2 separate regions of the Triticum aestivum genome follow, and region 2 is linked to region 1. Evidence: chromatin contacts called from public Hi-C data. All regions are on one chromosome and are shown on one strand. Each heading gives the region's core, a stretch centred on a gene start, on an enhancer-like site or on the middle of the called end of the contact. The rest is flanking DNA. Distances are from core to core; before and after follow the strand shown. Region 1 holds the start of LOC123149863 (facilitated trehalose transporter Tret1). Region 2 holds the start of LOC123148007 (starch synthase 1, chloroplastic/amyloplastic-like).

Evidence for each region. Hi-C and Micro-C count contacts between places; a contact is called where the count stands out from the background.
Region 2: a Hi-C map of leaf shows a contact between it and region 1, with 5 times the contacts expected there. The contact joins the promoter of LOC123148007 here to the promoter of LOC123149863 in region 1. A contact is called at or near these places in 3 of 5 Hi-C or Micro-C datasets (leaf and an unstated tissue) and 1 of 1 datasets of contacts at active chromatin or transcription factors (leaf).

The regions. Positions count from the first base shown.
Region 1 is chr7A:80,859,397-80,863,910 of IWGSC CS RefSeq v2.1, reverse strand. It overlaps LOC123149863 (facilitated trehalose transporter Tret1), which reads left to right and starts at 2,053. Exons shown (of 5, transcript XM_044569630.1): 1 at 2,053-2,412; 2 at 3,022-3,068; 3 at 4,110-4,325. The coding sequence starts at 2,193.
Region 2 is chr7A:81,095,959-81,100,637 of IWGSC CS RefSeq v2.1, reverse strand. LOC123148007 (starch synthase 1, chloroplastic/amyloplastic-like) reads left to right here and starts at 2,980. Exons shown (of 15, transcript XM_044567360.1): 1 at 2,980-3,623. The coding sequence starts at 3,317.

The DNA of each region.
Region 1 (4,514 bases), core at 804-3,303:
ATCTCGAGGTAGATCAACTCTTGTATCCCATATACTCATCAAAGTCAATCAAGCAGGAAGTAGGGTATTACCTCCATTAAGAGGGCCCGAACCTGGGTAAACATCATGTCCCCTGCCTCCTGTTACCTTCGATCCTCAGATGCACAGTTCGGGACCCCTACCCGAGATCGGTCGGTTTTGACACTGATAGATACCGATGCTTTTCGTGAATTTAGCACTAAATATGGACTTGACTCTGAGATAGTAACTTCTTTCTGTGAATCATTTGCTACTCATGTTGATCTCCCTAAAGATAAGTGGTTTAAATGTCATCCTCCCACTGGAGTAAAAGTAGTGGAACATATTAAAGTTGAAGAAGAAACTATTACTTATAATGGTGATCCTGTTATTCCTACTTCTTATATTGAGAAACCACCTTTCCCTATTAGAATAAAGAAACATGCTAAAGCTTCAACTATGGTTCGTGATGTCTGCTAGAACTACGTCGGTATTTCTCCAAAGAGGAAGGGATGATGCAGCACAACAATGATAGGTATTTCTCAGTGATGAGACCAAGGTTATCAAACCAGTAGGAGAACCAAGCTGGTCCAACGGTAGGCTGGTGGGTGTCCACACAAGGAGGTGGCATTCAGTATCCACCTGATGAACTTCCCCAATGGCAAGAACTTGAAAGGTGCCTTCTTTGGGAACTACAAACCACACACCAACCTCCAAGACGTCGTCAAGATGTATATGAGGAAGGAGCCGGAGCTGGAGAAGTTCATCACGCACGTTGGACCTTTCTAACAGGTCAAATTGTATTCATCATTCTAAAGAGGAGGGATTGCTACTTCACGAGGTTGGATGATTAGATTGAGCTTCTTTTGTCATGTCCCTTGCTACTTTTAGATTTGGTGCTTGAGAAACATAAGAAAAATGCTTATAAGATCTTCCCTCGGGTAATAATGTAATAGTTGTGAGACACCATGTGTTGAGCTCTTTTTTGTCACAAAGAACGAACATTGTTTTGTGTTGTCGTACAATTTGGTCTTTATTTTAAGTGTGTCTACAACACTTGCCAGCAGCCAGCAGTCTTTTGTTACTTTGTACATGAACGTTTTGCACAATAATGATCTGCACTTTCTCTGTTTTTCTTTTGCACATCAGCTTCTCTATTAATGTCGATGTTTTTTCTTTTTTTAACTGAATATCAGTGTCTCCATAGCACATTGCAAATCAGTTCTGATATTTTGTTATCTTCTTGTTTGCAGTTAGCCATTCTTTTACTCACCTGTCGTAAAAATAGTACTCCTTCCGTCCGAAAAAGCTTGTCCCTCAAATGAATGTATCTAGCACCAAGTTAACACTAGGTACATCCATTTGAAAGACTAGGTTGGGACAAGTTTTTTCAGACGGAGGGAGTAGATATTTCAAGTCCAATTTCTATGGGCAAAGTGGTGGTCGTAAAAAAAACATCATCTAGCGAGCCAAGTGGAGTGTCCACTGTAGGCCTAAAGGCCAAGAGGATCTTGACATGCATGATCTTGAGAGAAAAATACTAGCCTCCTGCAAATGGCATTTGGTCTATTATAATGAACATCTTATGCTACAAGTGCGCAAAAAATCACAATAATATGTATACTACAACTACTATAACTTTAGATAAAATAAAATTGTACATAATTACATATAGTTAACTTTCAAATAAAATACCTACACAACATTGCATCAATACCTAACATTCCGTATTAAAAAGACGGGTGCGGCAATGCGCGCCAACGATGATCTAGTACGGTATGCAAACTGAACCGGGAATAGTCCCGTCCGCTCATAATGCCATGCCCAGAAAAAGCAATGGTTTTTTCTATCTGTTTTTAATGGGTTTTTTTTTCATATGTTATGGGCTCGCTACGGCCCCTTGACCGGTGGCCCGCACAGCCCATCGGGGCAAGAGAAACGTCGCGCTTTGCTTGGGGCCGAGTGCGCGAAGGGCCGGCCCTTGATGAGCCGCCCTTTACCGTCAGCACCGCGCGCCTGGGTCCGTGTATAGTTTTTTTTCTAGGGGAGCCGTAATTCCGTGTACACTTTCTTTCTTCCCCGACGAAGACGAACACGACTCCGCTCCATCGCTAGCCCTCCAAAGTCCAAACCGCGTTCCCCCCGACCGATCGCCCGTCGACCCCACCACCACCGCCACCCCCGCGCCGGCGCCGATGGACTACGAATTCCGCAGCCGGTCGGGCTCCGGCTCGTACGGCGGAGCCGGCGGGGGCGGGGGCGGCTCGTCCCTCTACCCGCGCGTCGGCCAGCCCACCCACGGCGCCGCCGGCCCACCGCCGCAGCGGCCCGCGCCGTACCTCCACGCTACCGCAGCTCCCTCGTCCCCCGCTGCCCCGCCCCCCGCTCCCTCCTCGTCGTCGTCCTCCACATCGAGTAATCCCCTCTCCCTTCACTCTGTACTGCTTGGATGCCATACGGCCGATTGGTGCCCTGGTTGGTGGGCTGTTCGGTATCCGAGAACCCGGGTGCTCCGTGCTGTATCGAGTAGGGCTCGCTAGATCTTTCGTTCGATCGAACTGAGAGTGGTTTCGTGCGCGTTAGATCAGCGGATCTCTTAGTTGAGTTCTGATTTAAGAGCCCGTGAGTGGAAAGTGGAATTGAACAATATAGACCTGAAACTGAGGCAGTTTTACACGAGTTTGTTTGTTGGTCTTTTAACCCTATCATTTCTCTTGTAGCCAGCATGTGTGTGCGCTTAAACTTGTTTAGCTAGTAATTTCCCCCAATTTGGCCATTACATGTGTAACTTAACTTAGCTTGTCAGAGCATGCTTCCTCGCGAAGAAGGGGGTCATGCTGAAAATTGAAAAATATTGTGAGATTGGTTGGACTTTGAATTGGTATACAGAGAAGGGAGTGCCTGCTTGTATATATTTTACTGTTGCTACCATGCCAGACTAACAAACTGCCCAATATTGTGCCCTTCTGTACTGTTATTGAGAACAGTTCATGGTTACTAACGTAATTCATTGTTTCGCTGCAGTGGGCATACAAGTTGTTATAAAGCCAGAATATCGGATAACCCCTCCTGTAAGTTATATGATTTATTATACAATCACTACTTTCCTGTTCTCTTATGCAAGAGCTGTCAATCTACTTTGCTACCAAAAAAGTTGTATTAATGAGTAATGACTGAGTTCAGTTTTCATTCTCCAGTGTTAAGAGTGTTGCTCCAAAAAAATGCTGTTTCGTAGTTAAATGGGTGCCTTTAACTTCTGTGCATTGGCTGGACATCAACATACTACCATAAGTGTTTTGTTTTCTGTTGCCAGTTATTCTCCTTGGGATTGTGAGAAATAGTACTCCTTGGAGTAGTGAATAAATTGTGATGCATTCAAGCAAGACATTTTAGCTAATAACTAATTGTTCTAAATGTCTGTTTCTGTCCTCATTTAGTGCATGGGTATGTGCTAGAAATGTACAAACGAGTTATTGTTAGCAACTTAGCATCATACGGTCAGCGAGGAGACAGCTTTAGCTGTCAATTAGTGCGCTTGGTGATCTTAAGCACCGCTGATTAGTTTTAGTGGTTTATCCTTTTTATCCTAGGTTCTCTGTGCCATGTGGGTCTGGACCCACATATAATAGACAGCGAGGAGGTTTTGTTAAGTTTGCAGGGGCATGTCAGGTTCTCCTGATGGACCATTCCATCCTTAGCAGACTAACTGAAAAATAGATGGTGTAGCTTGTTCCATACTGATGATGGCATATCTAAACACTGGATGCAACATATGTCTGAATGGAAGTGTCTAAGGAGTAAGGAATACATGGAAATAGTCTTGTTATGGTTCACAGTAGAAGAACTCATCCTATTGCTGTTGTAACTATTTCAGACTTTGATCCTAAAATGTTGGTGTGATAGTTAATAGTATGGGTTGAAATGTATGAGAGCATGCTTCACCAGTTTTGTGGGTTCCCTGAAAACTCATCCTATTCTGTTCATTTTCTAGAGAAGCATCCCACCATTCTGCAAACGTGTATGCTTATGCAAGGCTGTGCTGCTTTTTATTTACCCTTCCCCTCACAGCGTTTGGATAATTAGCACCCTTTTAATTAGTGTTATGTTTTCAGCCTCAGTTGGCACCACAGATGGTAGAAGTTCCCCGCAGCACCTTTAACTTTGATTTTGAGTATGAAAGAAAGATTCTTGCGGAGGCAGAGAAGGAAAACCCCAACTGGGGGAAGTTTGTAATTGAAAGGCAGACGCCACCACCACAACAACAACAACAACAACAACAACCACAGCCGCCAAGAGGGCCAAGACACTCAACATCCACTACTTCTATGGTAAACAATATCTCTCACTTGCCCCATCCCTCTCTGCCAAAGCAGTAGTACATTAATATGGTGAAATCATGTATTGTAATTACAACAATCTTTGCAGTCTGGTCTAGCAACACCTATTATGTTGGTTCATTTTATACCCTTTTCTGTTAGACCCAACTTGAATCCACTTTCTCATGTACATAGTTGCTT
Region 2 (4,679 bases), core at 1,731-4,230, 240 kb before region 1:
AGCCCGATTCCATCAGTAACGAGGTCTTCCACAGGACATGAGGTTCCGATTTGCCACATAGATTACCAGGTGAGCATCGAAACATTCACTTTACTGCTATTGACTAACCTTCTGCAGTTGAAGGTCATGTAATCATGTTGATCTTCAGTGCTATTTTTTCACTGCTATTTTTTCGTTCGCTAACACCCAGCCCACTGCCTGAAGGCCTGTGGAGCCCAATGCTCCAAATGGCCCATGCTGTTTTGTTGGGGAACGTAGTAATTTTAAAAAATTTCCTACGCACACGCAAGATCATGGTGATGCACAGCAACGAGAGGGGAGAGTGTTGTCTACGTACCCTCGTAGACCGAAGCGGAAGCGTTGACGCAACGTAGAGGAAGTAGTCATACGTCTTCCCGGTCCAACCGACCCAAGCACCGTTACTCCGGCACCTCCGAGTTCTTGGCACACGTTCAGCTCGATGACGCTCCCCGGGCTCCGATCCAGCAAAGCTTCGGGGAGGAGTTCCGTCAGCACGACGGCGTGGTGACGATCTTGATGTTCAACCATCGCAGGGCTTCGCCTAAGCACCGCTACAATATGACCGAGGTGTAATATCGTGGAAGGGGGCACCGCACACGGCTAAGGAACGATCACGAAGATCAACTTGTGTGTTCTAGGGTGCCCCCCTGCCCCCTTATATAAAGGAGCCAAGGGGAGGGGGCGGCCGGCCAAGGAGGGGCGCGCCAGGGGGGAGTCCTACTCCCACCGGGAGTAGGACTCCCTTCTTTCCTAGTTGGAGAAGGAGAAGGGGGAAAGAGGAGGAAGAGGGGAAGGAAAAGGGGGGGGGGGGCGCCCCCCTTCCCTTGTCCTATTCGGACTAGGAAGGGGAGGGGCGCGCGGCCACCTCCTGCCTCCTTCTCTCTTCTCCCTCAAGGCCCATGTAGGCCCAATAACCCCCCGGGGGGGTTCCGGTAACCTCCCGGTACTCCGGTAAAATCTCGATTTCACCCGGAACCATTCCGATGTCCAAATATAGGCTTCCAATATATCGATCTTTATGTCTCGACCATTTCGAGACTCCTCGTCATGTCCATGATCACATCCGGGACTTTGAACAACCTTCGGTACATCAAAATACATAAACTCATAATAACTGTCATTGTAATGTTAAGTGTGCGGACCCTACGGTTCGAGAACAATGTAGACATGACCGAGACACGTCTCCGGTCAATAACCAATAGCGGGACCTAGATGCCCATATTGGCTCCTACATATTCTACGAAGATCTTTATCGGTCAGACCGCATAACAACATACGTTGTTCCCTTTGTCATTGGTATGTTATTTGCCCGAAATTCGATCGTCGGTATCCAATACCTAGTTCAATCTCGTCACCGGCAAGTCTCTTTACTCGTTCCGTAATACATCATCTCACAACTAACACATTAGTTGCAATGCTTGCAAGGCTTATGTGATGTGCATTACCGAGAGGGCCCAGAGATACCTCTCTGACAATCAGAGTGACGATGCCGCCAAGCACTCTCCAATCGAGCGAGGCAGACAACGAGCGTAACCTAGCCGTCGCCGCCACACCACAGAGCTCCGCCTCGCCGGCTGCCGGCCGCCGGGCACCGGGCACCTGATCCAGATCCGCGGATGGGCGAACCAAAACAAGTAGTCCCGGATGCGGCCGGCATGGGAGGAAGCAGCAGCGACACAGCATCCAGCTCGTACAAACGGTCAGCTGCATTTTGCAAAATTAGAAAGCGCAACCAGCAGGTACACACCAACGGACAGTCCAATTCATTTTCTTACTGATATTGACCTTCGTTTTGTAGCCAATTAGTGAACATGGTGATGTTGTAATGTACGGAATCTATATAAAAAGTGAAACCAATTGCTGGCTATTTTGAAACTCGCTCCCCCAACTACTGAATCTCAAGTGACCATTGAACTATTGAAGCCTCTAATGCAAACACTTTAGAAGCTTCTGTTCATGAACTTGAAGTGTCTAACAGTCCTTGTGTCTAATCAGGGTTTCTATTCTAGGATTTAGTTGAGCTGACACTGAGCCTGATCCGACACTTGGGAAAAAAATGGAGATTGATGATAGAAGATCATAGAACATTATCATGGCTTGAGAGAGTGTAGAGGCCATGTATCAAACCCTCCTCATATACTTACAACTTAGAGTAAATATTTTTGTTATCCATTGTTTCAAACTGTTGGCATATTTGTGCTAAGATATATATTGATATGCAACTTGTTCACCTATTGTATGTATCTTTAGTCATGGAATTAGACATTTTGGGCCATGAAATGAATGATTCATGTAGCAAGATTCCGTGTTAACAGTTCTCCGTAAAAATTGAGCGGACTTGCATTTGTCCATAAAATGTTTCGCCCCGGCTAAGTTCAATTCCTGGATCCGCCACTGCTTAAGGGCACATGCACGAAGACTTCGCGACTGTTATCGACAAGGCCAAGCCGGATCCGATAGGGGAGCGGCGACGGCGGCGCGTCGGCCGCTCGTTCTGGCGGCAGTAGTGGACGTTCGATGCTCTCGGAACCTTGATGTAATTTTTATTATTTTAGAGATGCTTTGTACTTCCGATCGATGAACTTTGGTAATATATATCTTTTCTCACGAAAAAAGAAGAAGAGAGTTTTGAACTGAAAACAAAAGAGTTTCACTAGCACTTATTTTTTTGCGAGAATTCGAGTTTCACTAGTACGAAAACCCACGCAATTATTCACAAAAGAAAAAACCACGCAACCGTCTGGATCCATCTTCGTTTTTTCTTCCCCGAGAATCGTCTGGATCCATTTTCGCGTGCGGGGCATCTTCGCATTTTGCACGGCCCAGCTCTCTTCTCGCCGGCGTACGCTGCTACATGTCGGCACTCCACGCAAACAAAAAGAAGCCCAACCGAAAAAAATACCACGCGCCGCTCACGAGCAAACCGTGACAACAGCCAGCCAGATATGGCAACGGAGGCACGGGCCGCACACAGCCACTGAAAACCGCAGCTGCTCTTCCGTCCGTCCGTCCGCGCCACTCCACTCCTCTCTCTCTCTCCCTCTCCCGCGCCCCGCCCATCACCACCTCGGCCTCGGCGCGGCAGCGCAGGCAAACCCCCCGATCCGCTTTTGCAGGCAGCGCACTAAAACCCCGGGGAGCGCGCCCCGCGGCAGCAGCAGCAGCACCGCAGTGGGAGAGAGAGAGAGAGAGAGAGAGAGAGAGAGAGGCTTCGCCCCGGCCCGCACCGAGCGGGGTGATCCACCTTCCGTCCGCACCTCCGCCCGCCTCCTGTTTTCTGCGGGCTCACCTCCAGATGGCGGCGACGGGCGTCGGCGCCGGGTGCCTCGCCCCCAGCGTGCGCCTGCGCGCCGATCCGGCGCACCGGGCGACCGCGTGCGTCGTCCGCGCGCGGCTCCGGCGCGTGGCGCGGGGCCGCTACGTCGCCGAGCTCAGCAGGGAGGGCCCCGCGGCGCGCCCCGCGCAGCAGCAGCTGGCCCCGCCCGTCGTGCCAGGCTTCCTCGCGCCGCCCCCGCCCGCGCCCGCCCAGTCGCCGGCCCCGACGCAGCCGCCCCTGCCCGACGCCGGCGTGGGGGAGCTCGCCCCCGACCTCCTGCTCGAAGGTACCGCGGTTCAGCCGATTTCTTCTGGGCGGATGTATACCGCGGAGTATATGTTCGTTGTTCATCGATCGTACAGATGGAAAGTAGATAGAAATCGAGACCGACGCGGGCAGATCAGTAGATTTTTCTAGACGTTTCATTGGATCGTGAGATGATTGATTGGGGTGGCGTGTCGATACGATAGCGGTGCACCGCCGAGGTGTCGGGGCCTGTGCACGTGGTTGGGTCTCAGCAGACACATCACTGGACTGGTATCGTAATTTAGTACTGCTACTAGAAAGAAGACTGAAAAGGCTGGGCCAAGTGCACGCACGTTGGGAACGTAGTTAAATTGAGGAGTTTGTCTTTTGCTTGGCCTGGTATCATTACCGAAAATGGTGCGACTCCCTGTACTTATTAGTGGGAAATCTTAACATCACATTGGGTTTATCAGTCTCCAATAGTATATTCTCAGCACTCAGCTGATTTTACAAAAATCATAGTGGACATGACAGATGAGCACCCCTTCAAGGAATGCAATGCTCCTTTCTGTTTTATATTACAGGAACTAGAAGGAGCTTCCACCTTTGAGTACAGAAGTAGTATCGAAATTGAAGACCCTTGTATAACTGTCTTGTTTTTCAATGAAATGGGAGGCCCACGCAGTAAGTCACATGGGCAACTGGGAGGCTGGGATCATGTGTGCTTTGCAGAGTACTAGGCCCAGCTCACTCTCTGTTAGACTCTTCGTTGGGCTGCTACTTTGTGTTTGCTGTGTAGTACTCCCTCCGTTCCTAAATATTTGTCTTTTTAGAGATTTTAAATGAACTACCACATACGGATGTATATAGACATATTTTAGAGTGTAGATTCACTCATTTTGCTCCGTATGTAGTCACTTGTTGAAATCTCTAGAAAGACAAATATTTAGGAACGGATGGAGTATATTAGACATCCTGAATTTGGCATCTACTCCCTCCGTTCCGAATTACTTGTCTTAGATTTGTCTAGATACGGAGGTATCTAGCACTAAAATGAGTCTAGATACATCCGTATCTAGACAAATCCAAGACAAGT